Linked DNA regions of Zea mays: region 2 is linked to region 1. The links are chromatin contacts, called in public Hi-C maps. All regions are on one chromosome and are shown on one strand. The core of a region is the stretch at or near the end of the contact, and the rest is flanking DNA. Distances in the headings are between cores, read along the strand shown. Region 1 holds the start of LOC100282650 (6b-interacting protein 1). Region 2 holds the start of LOC778433.

The links. A called contact is a pair of places that touch in the nucleus more often than the background predicts.
Region 2: a Hi-C map of tassel shows a contact between it and region 1, with 2.8 times the contacts expected there. The contact joins the promoter of LOC778433 here to the promoter of LOC100282650 in region 1. A contact is called at or near these places in 2 of 25 Hi-C or Micro-C datasets (ear and tassel).

Annotation. Positions count from the first base shown.
Region 1 is chr8:154,071,729-154,077,956 of Zm-B73-REFERENCE-NAM-5.0, reverse strand. LOC100282650 (6b-interacting protein 1) reads left to right here and starts at 1,878. Exons shown (of 1, transcript NM_001155558.2): 1 at 1,878-3,241. The coding sequence starts at 2,008. The coding sequence ends at 2,955. LOC111589932 (a long non-coding RNA gene) reads right to left here. Exons shown (of 2, transcript XR_002749015.2): 2 at 5,814-6,161. It also overlaps a transcript of LOC100279197 not described here.
Region 2 is chr8:154,742,863-154,748,776 of Zm-B73-REFERENCE-NAM-5.0, reverse strand. It overlaps LOC778433, which reads left to right and starts at 4,076. Exons shown (of 23, transcript XM_020542696.3): 1 at 4,076-4,465.

The DNA.
Region 1 (6,228 bases), core at 629-3,128:
CCATAGTCGAGGGAACTGTGGAGGTAGCGCATGATCCACTTGAGAGCGGTGAGATGGGGCTCCCGCGGCGCGTGCATATGCAGGCACACCTGCTGGACGGCATAGGCGATGTCAGATCTGCAAAAGGTGAGGTACTGGAGCGCGCCGGTTAGGCTCCGGTAGGACGTCGCGTCGGTGACCGGGGGCCGTCGTACTCAGAGAGCTTTGCCTGAGTATCGACAGGTGTGGAGTAGGGCTTGCAGTCGGACATGTCAGCCTGCTCCAGGGTGTCGATGTTGTACTGGCGCCGGTGAAGAAAGAGACCCTGCGGCCGCGTTCGATAGTAATGTCTAAGAAGTGGTGGAGGGGCCCTAGGTTCTTCATCACAAACTCCCGCTGGAGGGCGATGATCGTGTGCTGTAGGAGATTGGCGGTGGATGTTGTGAGCACATGTCGTCGACGTTCTAGCCAAGCACGCTCGTGTTCTAGACGACCGAGCCGCTCCCCCGCTCGCGTCCCCCAGCCGACTGAGTGAGCCGCCTCCCATACGCGTGCTACCGCGAGTCGAGCATGACTGAAAAATATGAGAAAACATGGAGCATGACTGAAAAACAAAAATAACTTAATATTTTCCCGAAAAATAAGATTTTCCCTAAAAATGACTTATGTTTTATTGGACGAAGAGAGGCGAGCTGTGTGGGGCATGAAAGGGAGTCGAGCGGGACGTGAAGGGAGCCGCACGGGGGAAGGTGGCTCGGTCGAACATGCGCGCTCGTCGGTCCTAGCTGATTTTCGCTCGAGACTGTCGGTAAAGGAGGAAGCGGTGTGGGCACCGTAGGGCACGAGCTGTTGTAGAAGAATCATGTTTTCGGTCTATCCGCTCCAGATCTTATACTAGGGCCGCTCCGGATAGAGATGAATCTGAATACTTATTCGGATATTAAATTTTTGGTCTTCTTTCTTTAATTCTTAACAAATAGGGTATAGAATTTGTTATGTAAATTTATATTTTTATTCTCAATATTGAGTTTAATGTGATTCATAAAAAAAATCTCCAATTCATTTTATTTCCTTTTAAATAATTAATATAAAATTTTGGATACAGATACTTGTAGGGAGAAAATAATGCAAACAAAATTATAAAAAAACATTATTTTTGTCTATAACAATATGATAACAACATGGCTAAAGGTTAACACCAAATTATATATACATCGATATTAAAACATTAAATTTGTTATACAATTTGGATGTTTTAGGAGCATCCTAGCTCCGGGTGCCATGGAAAAAGCCACGGCGGACAGCCGGCACACGAGAAAAAACCGTAACGGCGCGGTAAAAAAAACGCCACGGCGAGCAGATGGGGCTTGACCGCTGAACAGCCCCGAAAAAACAGGGATATCGTCATTCCGTCAACCAAGCATTATCAGCAAAAAAAAAAAAACCGGTTGACGCTACGGGATAAAGAACCATCTCTTTCGGCACGGGCGGCTGTTTCGGCACGGCGCGAGCCGCGTAACTTCCCCGCCCCGCACCCGCACGTCCGTCCCGTCCCACTCCACCCACCTATCCCGCGCCGTGCCGCCCGGCCGGCCAACCGAAGTACTGAACCACGCCGAGGCCGCCGATCTCGCTCTCCGACTCCAATTCCGCTCCGTCCCCAGCGCCAGCAGGTAATCCCTCGCCGGCTCGGTGTCCCGGTCAAACCCGCCCGGCCCCAAACGACGAGCTGATCCAACGGCGGCTGCTCCCCCACGCACCAAACTCCATGGATCTGCGCCGCTCGTCCACGTGCCGTGTCGCGGACTCGCGGTCGCCACGGTCCACGGGCCGGCGCTCCTCCCCTCGCCGCCCGCCCCTCCCCCTTCTTTTAATCCCCACCCCGCCTCGTCTCCTCCACCGCCGCCCCCACATCTATCCACCCGCCCGCCCGTCCGTCCGTTCGTTCGTCTCCACGCGCAAACGAGAGAGAGAGAAGGCTAGGTCGTCGTCGTCGTGAGGCGGAGAGATCTGGGAGGAGGAGGAGCGATGGACGGGAAGCTACCCCCGCCGAACCCGAACCTGCCGTACCGGGAGGACTGCTGGAGCGAGGGCGAGACGGCGGCGCTCGTCGACGCCTGGGGCTCGCGCTACCTCGACCTCAACCGCGGGAGCCTCCGCCAGCCGCAGTGGCGGGAGGTCGCCGACGCCGTCAACTCCCGCCCGGGGGCCTCCGCGCGCGGCCGCCCGCCGCGCACCGACATCCAGTGCAAGAACCGCGTCGACACGCTCAAGAAGAAGTACAAGGCCGAGCGCGCGCGTGGCGGGCCGTCGCCGTGGTCCTTCTACGGCCAGCTCGACATCCTCGTCGGGCCCACGCTCAACGGCACCAAGAAACCGTCCCCGCCGCGCGCCGCGCTGCCCGTGTTCCGGAGGCGCCAGACGCCGCCGCGCTCCCCGTCGCCGCAATCGCCGCCGCCGCTTCCCGTGGCCCTCCCGCTGCACAATTACCGCCGTGGCTCCGACCTCCCTTCCGCAAACTTCATCCATAAGGCCGCCGCGGCGGCCGCCGCCGCCGCCGCCGCCGCGGAGTCCGACTCGGAAGATGGCTACAACAACAACGAGTACGACGATGACGAAGGCTCTCAGCAGTCGCCGTCACGTTCTGTATCTTCTCGCTCCGGTGGTGCTCCTGCTGTTGGCACCAAGAGGAAGAGGCGCAGCGGGAGCGGTGGATTCGGGGAGCTAGCGAGGGCAATCGAGACCTTCGCGGATATGTACGAGCGCATGGAAGCAGCCAAGCAGCGACACGCAGAGGAGATGGAGAGGCAGCGAATCAAGTTCCTCAAGGATCTGGAGCTGAAGCGGATGCGGTCTTTTGTGGACATGCAGCTGCAGCTTTCGAGGGCAAAGCACGCCAGGAAGGGTGATGCTTCCTCGGAGATGCTCATGTCTCTCGCTGCACTGCCCTTCCTCAGCAGCTCTGCTTATCTTTAAGGGCCTGTTCAGTTAGGGATGGATTCTCCAATCCCCTCAATCCACCCCTAGCCTTAAATTGGAAGAGTTTGGTAAAGGAATATTTTGACCTTCAATTAGGAATTTAGGATACAGTGAGTTGGTTGCTGTGCTAGACTTGTTCGTGGATTGTTTGTGTTTCCTAAGATACTGTAATTTTTCATACGAACCACGGAGGTATTGCAGGTCTTCAAAATTTAAATGTACCTTGCAATGCATTATGCCCAAGTTTTTTCTTAGATGGAATGAAATTTACTGGTTTACAACACTTACTGTCAGTGTAATACGAATCTCATCTCAACTACCTTTGTTGTGTATCACTTACAATCTTTTTGGGCACTTTCTGTTTATACATGATATTGGTTTGCAAGTTTGCATGATGAGAACCCTATGCTTTATTTATGATACCACAATATTTTGTGACTGTTCTGTTATTTCATTGTCAGTTTGTCACCAGCCTTTCTAGTTGGGGAAGGGAACTATAGTTTTCTTAAGGTTTGTTTGGGAGTAAGGGCAATAGAGGGGATTGAAGGGGCTATAATCCTCCACTATTCAATTTTAAATAGTGAGGGATTCTAGCCCCATCAATACTCTTCATTACACTTGTTCCCAAACAAGCCCTTAGTGTATGTGACCCTCTGCTATAATGTTACATCAAGTTTTGTGTTCCCATTCTCTCATTTGAGATGCTTGGTTGTCATAGATGATATAGGGTAATTTGTCTGCCTTTCTAGTAGCTGGGGACGGGATGTCAAATATATTTTTTTGGATAGTGTATGTGAGCATCTACTACGTCGTCTGTGTGTTTGGTGTACATGACTGGTTTGTTAGATTTTTGGTTCTGGTTTTAGCTTCTCTTTTGAGATGAACTATTGCTGAAAATTTTCTGGTACTATCTTTAAAAACTTACTGGAACTAGGATTTGAAGGTGTGTGTGTGGGTGGGTGGGGTAAGTTAATTCAGAGATAAATTACTAACATGCAAAAGTTTTTTCCTCAACTTCATGAGCTTTTGTAGAAAAATTGGGTGATGAGGGGGCCATGGACCCTGCCAGTCCCCTATTGGCTCTATCACTACTTAAATACATGTTCATCAGTGGATGATGATGATCCCTTGTATTGGGTTTCATTTGGAGTCTCCCTATTTTAGGAATACGACGATTCTGTACTAGATTTTTTTTGGGGGGTGGGGGTGGAGGGGGGGGGGGTCTGCATTGTGCGTTCGAAGATCTGCTTCTGAACTTCTCATCTTAGTTGACTGAACCGGTGATGAATTAAAATTGTTCAATAGTTTTCCGTCTTAGAACGGTATGCTTTTAACGTACCAAATGTGACTGAACTGGTGATGAATTAAAAATTGTTCGATAGTTTTCCGTTGTAGAACGGTATGCTTCTAATGAACCAAATGTGTTTATGCTTGTGCCTCATAAATTTAATCTTTTCTGAAAAAATAGCTCACGTCCATTCGTATATAAATGAAACTGATGTGAACGCATGCTGAATAGGAGTATGCTTTTTACAGATTCTTTGCATTGTGTGTTATAATGTCTTCTGCTTACGCCAATTTGCTTGGGGTGTGATACTACAATTCTAGGTGCCTGTTAATTACACCGTGCTGTATTTGTTTGTTTATCCGGATCTTGTCGTGCTCACACTATGGGAGATGCAGATGATAATTCTGGTTACTTCATTAGCACACGTAATTGTATGATACCTGGTTCTCTTTGTATTTGAATTCTATTGTAAGCCAATACCTTATGGTATCCAATTGTGCTGGGGAGACCAAGAACAGAGCATCTGTGAACTGCACTGCTCATTAGCCACCCTCGACCGGAGTTGAGCGAAATTATGCTCAGCTTATCATTGTGCCCATGCCCCCATGCAAATATCTAGGTGCTGTTTGGTAACGTGATGGGTCTATGTTTATTTAAGTACATCCATGGGTCTATGTTTATTTAAGCACATCCATAATCGGATACTATATTTGAAATTGATACTGGCATATTCAAATTTGTTATCGTTACTATTGATATTATTTACGTTACATTTCGTGAACCAAACAACATCCTAGAAGCAACATGCAAAAATTTGCTCCTATTGCTAAATTCGGTGCTTGTTTGCTTTTTTTCTTCTTCTTTGATTGGCTTCTATCGGTTGAGTGATGGTTGGCGTCAACTGATAATGTCAATGTCTGGAGAAAGACGATGTCGTCGATATTGTCAATACTACTTCTGAATCCCATCAACAGGAAGAAACTTGCAATGAATCCGACTCATGTCATCCTCTCATTTCTGGGCCTTGTGCCATAAGTTGATCAGTTCACGTATCTTTACCGTACATTTCAAACTCTACTCTATCTATAATAACTATATATATAAATATACTGCGCATATATATAATCAGTTTGGTTAGTGGAATAACCCTATACAGAACCAGGTGATCCAACATGGACTCACTCCTTGCAAGTTTGGACTGGAGGAATGAGTTTGGTCCGCCTGTTTTGCAAAGAATGGGTAGCTTCAGGTATCGAGTCGTGGGTATCCATTGTCATCTCTATTAAGGACGTGTCTAACAAAGCTTCTTGCGGTTCTAGCTCTTAAATTGTAAGACTCTTTCCGACCACTAGACCATTAGGCGCGGATGTGCACCCTATAGTGACAAAGGTTTCATATCATGTGCTAAAACTACAGAATGGGCCATAGACCTCAGCTCCTGGCTTCCTGCTACATATATACATCATGAACAAAAGAAGCAATCCCATTCAAAAGAGAGGTATGGGCCACTCCCTACTGCTCATCACTTATTTAAAGGAGATCTGAGCATAGACGTGCAATCACTAAAGAATCAATCATTTGCCCAGCTATAGAAAAAATGTGCAAACACTTACAATCATGTGTCTATGTCTTATGAAGTTTACAACATCTCCGTTTTGTATTCCACTATAGTTTTAATGGACTGCCTGACAAATACAGAATAATCAGTCAATATATTCAACTATTTCTAGGAGGCCAGTAAAACGATTGTAAGCTCTAAATATTTTAGATTTTTTTCAGTTTATTATCACCGGTAGTTCAATCTAATAAGAATCCAAAAGCTGTGACATCGGCAGTAGCAGCATGTAAACATGAATCTGGCCTTCTCTCAATTCCTTCTCATGGCATTTTCATCGGCTCGCAAAAATCGCCAAGTCTACTCAAATCAACCAATGAAACCAAGGTGTAGTGAATTTGCATATTCAATCCCAAGATGTCAACTG
Region 2 (5,914 bases), core at 2,827-5,326, 670 kb before region 1:
GGAAGGAGCTACTGCGCCGTGGTAAAATGGGGCGTTCTACCTCGGTAAGGTCATGCTTGTTGGCACGTGCCTCGGTCGTCTAAGCTTCTCTGGCCATGTTCTTTAAGACTGGCTGTATGGACGGCGAAGAGCTCTGGCGCCATCATTATTGTTCGTGCGCCACACCGATCTCTGGCCTCTGTAGCCTGGGTCTCGGTGTGGCTCATCATGTTGTGGGTTCTGTAGACGGCTAGTGCACTCAGCCTAGGCTTGATAGGTCATGAGTGAAAGGAGGACCGACTTTTTCTGCTACAGCTCGGTGCCAGGCGCAATTAATGCGGTCAATCACTTATGGTGGGTCAGTCCTAGGTCAGACGCGAAATTCACTCGAGTGGCTTTCTCTCGGTTCGTCCAACCCCCTTCTGGCTCTGCCTCGCCGATCCCAGGCTCGGTGCCTCGGGACTATCCGGGGACCGGTCCTTCTAGGGTGGACTTTTCCCTCATCCTCCTGCCGGCTCGTGGGCTCCATGAGGAGCCCGGAGATCTTTCCCCCACAATATGTGTTCTATTGGTTATATGTGTGTGAATTTCACATCTTTACTTGTGTATAATCTATACTACTCTATTAAGAACCCAATGTGGGCACCTGGTGCTACGGCAGCTTCACCCCTCCACGCGGACACTTTAGGCCCGTCCTACACGTCCCGACTGGTTCTCCCGCCCACGCGTCCTGCCTCAGCACCATGCCCTATAGGCCCCCACGCCCACGCAACGCTCTCTCAGCCCTATGGACCCTAGCGTTCGTGCCTACCTAGCACCGGACCCTGTCCGAGCAGCTACCACACTGCACAAAAAATAGTGCGAGCACTCGAACCTACGCCCCCTCTCCAAAAAATTAAGACTAACCATGAGACCACGCATAACTTAGTGTTTATAAATAAACAATAATTATATTTAAATAAATATCTCAATATATATTTATATGATATAAAAATCGTAGTAAAGCACGAACAACTAAGTAACCGTAATAAAGCACGATCAACTATTTAGTTATACCTTATTTTTGTATTAAGCGTCAAGGGAAACGAAGAAATTCCAACACCGACGTCGACGCCCATCATGTTCTAGCTATGCTGTGGTAGACCAATGTTGTCTGAAAAATAGAGCCAAACTTGCATGCTATGTTGACTTTTCTAGGTTCTATGAACAAACATGTCAATAGTGCTCTTGCTCCGGGGTGTGTGGATAATAGAATATGCTTTTTAGGGTTCGTTTGTTCAGCGGTAGATTTCTGTAAATTTTTATATATTAAAGTAGGAAGGAAAGCTCCATGATGACGATGTCCACGTCACTCTTCGGTTTCCAGCCGTTCGATCCTTTCCCAATGTATACGCACTCTTCAGTTTCCAGTCGTTCGATCCTTTCCCAACGGATACGCGACCGCTCCTCGGGTGGCCGACGATGCTTCCAGACCAGAGTTTAGACGCCGCCGCCAGGAGCCCCCTCCGGCCCTCCCCCCTCAAACGCCGCCGCGAAGCCCGCGTGGCCGCCAGATCCCCTCACCCCCGGCCGCGGACACGTCGCCACCTTGCCGCGCGACATCGCCTTGCGAATGTCCACGCCACGACGTAGCTTGCTTCGCCCGCGCGCCGACCTAGCAGAGTTACAGTGCCTCTCTGCACCCACCACGTTGTGCGTTCTGCGTTGCGTGAGCGTCTTGCCACAGCTTGCGTCGCCAGTGCCGCAGCCACGACGATGGTCGCGTCTCGCCCAGAGTTATGAAAAAGGCCTGATTTTCAATCGCTTCTTTGTAAGATGCTAGATGCAGTGTCTTGGTTAGCTTCACTGCATGGCATCTTTCACTACCCAGTGGATTCTTTTCGAGAGCCAATACCTGCAATGCCTTCTCAAACACCACTGATGATACTGAACCACTCTCACAGTTTGAATGTCCGCTTAAGGTTTCTAATGACTTAGGATAACACTTGCTTTTATAGTGTCGCTGCTGAACTGTGCCAACAGAATCTATACAATTTGTTCGGCCAGAATGGTCTTGCAAGGTGATTCTGCTTGCTGTCTAATACTGCAAATTCACTGTCACATTCTTCACTGCTTATATATGCTAAGAATTATTCTACTACTGCTTATATGTTAAGAATCGTCACGTTCATTGAACCAACTTGGAAGTTACAGATTGTGCTACTGCATCATTCCATGATCCTATTCCATAGCTCTTCACTGCTTCAAAGTACTATCGAATATTTGATAGTAAAAAATTAGCAGACTGCAAACGTTGAGAACATGCTATCATTTAGTCAATGTGAAAAGGCACTGAACTTTTTCTATACCCTTTTCTTCTAAGTTTCTTTTCCATGGTTACACATGTTAAGAATCGTCATGTGTTTGCTAGAATAATTCGTTGTTGCAACCTGTGAATATTCTCGATCCGTCCCTTTGGGGACCGCTGTGTATGCTACGCAGGATTAGACCTAGAAGTCTAGGTTACCTTAGCTTACCTTTCTCAGACAATTGCATTGCTCCTGTCTGAGGCTGACTGAGCATCCTTCATTATATTATGGCCTTCACGGTAGATCTTGCTTCACGCCGTGTTCATAATTGTGATTTTGCTGAAATGACCTTGACCGGGAACTGCTAAAAATCTATTATTGTAGAGGTCATAATTGTGCCTCTATTTGATGGCATTCTTGGAGCCTCGATCCCCAAACACATTTGGGTTGGAGCCATCATATCTTTGTTCTGAATTGGCCTGTTGGGACGTGGCCTGTCTCCTCCCACTCCCAGTGTAAGTAACAATTTTGTTTGCTTAAGACATTCACGTCCGACTCTCATCTGTTGAAACATAGTATAACTTAAACCTAACACTTTGTTTTACGTTAACATGAAATCTTCCTATAATTCATATGTCGTCATGACATGCATGCCACTTCGTTTGCTTGCTCAATAGCTTCTAATCTAAGCGCTAGGAGGATGTACGATAGATCAATTGGTTTTTAAAGCTGTGAACAGATTACTTTCCACTTTCGATCATGTTTATAAATATGTACCTAACTAGATAGTTATCTATATTTTGCTACGATTTTTATATATCATATAAATAGGTATTGAGATATTTATTCAATTATAATTATTGTTTATTTGTAAACACTAAGGTACGTGTGGTTTGGTGGTTAGTCCTAAATTTCTGAAGCAGTGTGTGGATTTGGGTGCTAAGCAGACGCAGTAGCTGTTTGTGCGGGCGCTGAAGGTCTATAGGGCAGTAGCTGAGAGAGCGATGTACGCGTGGGACAGGCCCAGAGTGTCAGTATGGAGGGTGAAATTGTGATAGCATGATACGCTCACATTAAATTTTTAATAGAGTAGTATAGATAAGACATCAATAATATCGAGTCTAGTGCTTCCAGTAATTAGAGAAAGCCTTAATCGGTCAGTGCATCAGGTCAAACCTTCCCACGCGTTTCATTCCCACCTCCGATCCAACACTGTCGACGACTCGCGCAGGGCGCGAGTAACTTACTAGTCCGATTCTAAATGTGAGAAAGCTGAGCCCACGATTGTAAAAAAACCGGAATTTATTTTATTGAAACAACTGTCAACTAGATTCTATAAATGCATTGACAGACTGACAGTTTGTAACATAGATGACATAAATATAAATATCTGAGATCCTGAATTTAACTTGAGAAATTTATAGATTTTTAAAAATCGATTATGCTGTTATATCTATTTAGTTGAGATTCTAGACTTTTTTTTACAACATATTTGGTTCAGCCGAACCAAACACACCTATCTGCGAACCGTACTGATCGTGTCGACGTTGTCCTTGTCCTTGTCCATGTCCGTCTCCGCGCCCGTTCCGAAAGCCACTCGTTTCGGCAATTGTCGACGTGCACGATCAAAGTGCGTACACAAACACCAAGCACCAGCGCTCACCAATGAACCGGCAGACACTGCAAGCAGCGTGCAAACGCGTGTTCATCGCGTGGCGTCCCTCTCCCTCCGTTACGTGGTACCTGCCGATAACTGCGCTCCAAAGCTAGAAATCGCCATATGACCCCGACAGACTTGTTCGCAAGCGTGGCGGGCTGCTAACTGAACACGTTCTCGTTCGCCTCGGATTAATTTAACCCCACCCCCGCTCCCGCTTCCACTTCCGCTTTGATGAGTGGAAGTCTAGCACTTTAATCCCAGATTTGGCTCGCCGTTCCAGATCTCCGTTGGCGTTTGTCCCCTTCAGGCCTCCTTTGGCAGCCCCGCCAGAGGAACCCTAGGGGAGCCAACACCAGGGAGGCAAATCCTTGCCATGCAAATTCCCCGGGTGGACACCGCCCCGCGGTGCTGCCGTGCCCTACTGCTGTTTGGAGCTACGGGGGTGTCATGCGCCTGCCCGCTTCAACTGCCATGGAAGTAGCCGATCCTGCCATGGAGCTCGGTGTCCGTGGCTGACCACCAGCTACTAGCCCGAACAGTGAGCCTGATGCCATACTACTCCCTTCAATTGAGCCAGTCGGCTGCTTTCATACATATACAACAAGTACAAATACAAAGTACTATGGATCAGCTGCTGCCATGTAGTCGCTGCCAAGGATCATCTGCCACCAGTTGCTAGAAGTGTGATCATCATCAAATCACAAGTAAAATAGAAAATTTAAAAATCAGCAAAATCAAACAGTTCCAGTAAAACAAAGCCCTCAAAATATGCACACAAACAAGTTTCTACCATGGATTTGCTTGGTTTTTTTATTCATGCCACTAAAATAAACAAATTTCTTCGATCACAGAAATAGCTCTTAAGAAATGAGCGACAAACTCAACATATGTTTGACAAACTCATAACCAAAAAAATAGTTCTTGGCATGCCCAAAACGTTAACACAACAATGACTTTGCTCATCATGATTTTCCTTCGACCAACTTGTGTTTAGTGCTCAAGAGTTCCATCCCTTGTCTCCCTGCAACAACAACAACAACAGAAATATGAAAGTGTTCTATGTGTAGATCAGACCATGCAAATAGGACATGAAAAAGATAATATGAAAGTGAAATTGAGCCGAAGAGCAAAATTTAGCAGACTGGGGAGACAGCAGCCACAAATTTCAATCTACCAAATCATATTCTAGAACTCTAACGAGTTGTAAGCCATAATTCAACTTATCTTAAGTAAACTACTCTCCACCACCTAGACATTTCCATGAAGAAATCATGTTATCATTCTTTTGTGCCAGAGATAGCTTAACAAAATGTATTGGAGATGCATTCATGATAGTATTCTCTTCATCTGTTTCAACCAAAATGCATAAACACCAGCTCTGAACCAGTTTTCTATAGAAGATATATATATATATATAGAGAGAGAGAGAGATAGAGAGAGAGAGAGATTTGATTTCAGAGGGAGGCCATAAACACCAGCTCTGAACCAGTTTTCTATAGAAGATACATATAAATCAAGAACAGAACTGAGGAACCATGAACACTTCATTGTTTTCATGATCTTCAGAAAAGTACAAAATGCAATGACAATGAACGATGTCAAGCTGCATCATAGAAAAGGGCTCTCCAAATGTCAATTCATGCTGTCTGACATGATTTCAAGATACAAATTCACAGACATCTAAGTGATTGTTTTGCTTGAACACTAGTACAAAAAGGAATACTCATGGCCAACATCACACTTCAGTTCACGACCGAATTCTGGATCGCTCACCAGCTTCTGTTCTCTGCAAAATAAAAGAACAAATAATTGACCTCTTTGTGTACTTTTTCCCCTAAATTCAAAGCCTTTTTGAGTCACTGAGATATTGATAATGTACACTGATGCTCAGCTCAACTAGAAACACTGAGATAATAATAAAATAATAATAAATTTGAGATAGCTCTAGACATCCTATGAAATATGCTTCGAATGTAGGTGCAGATCG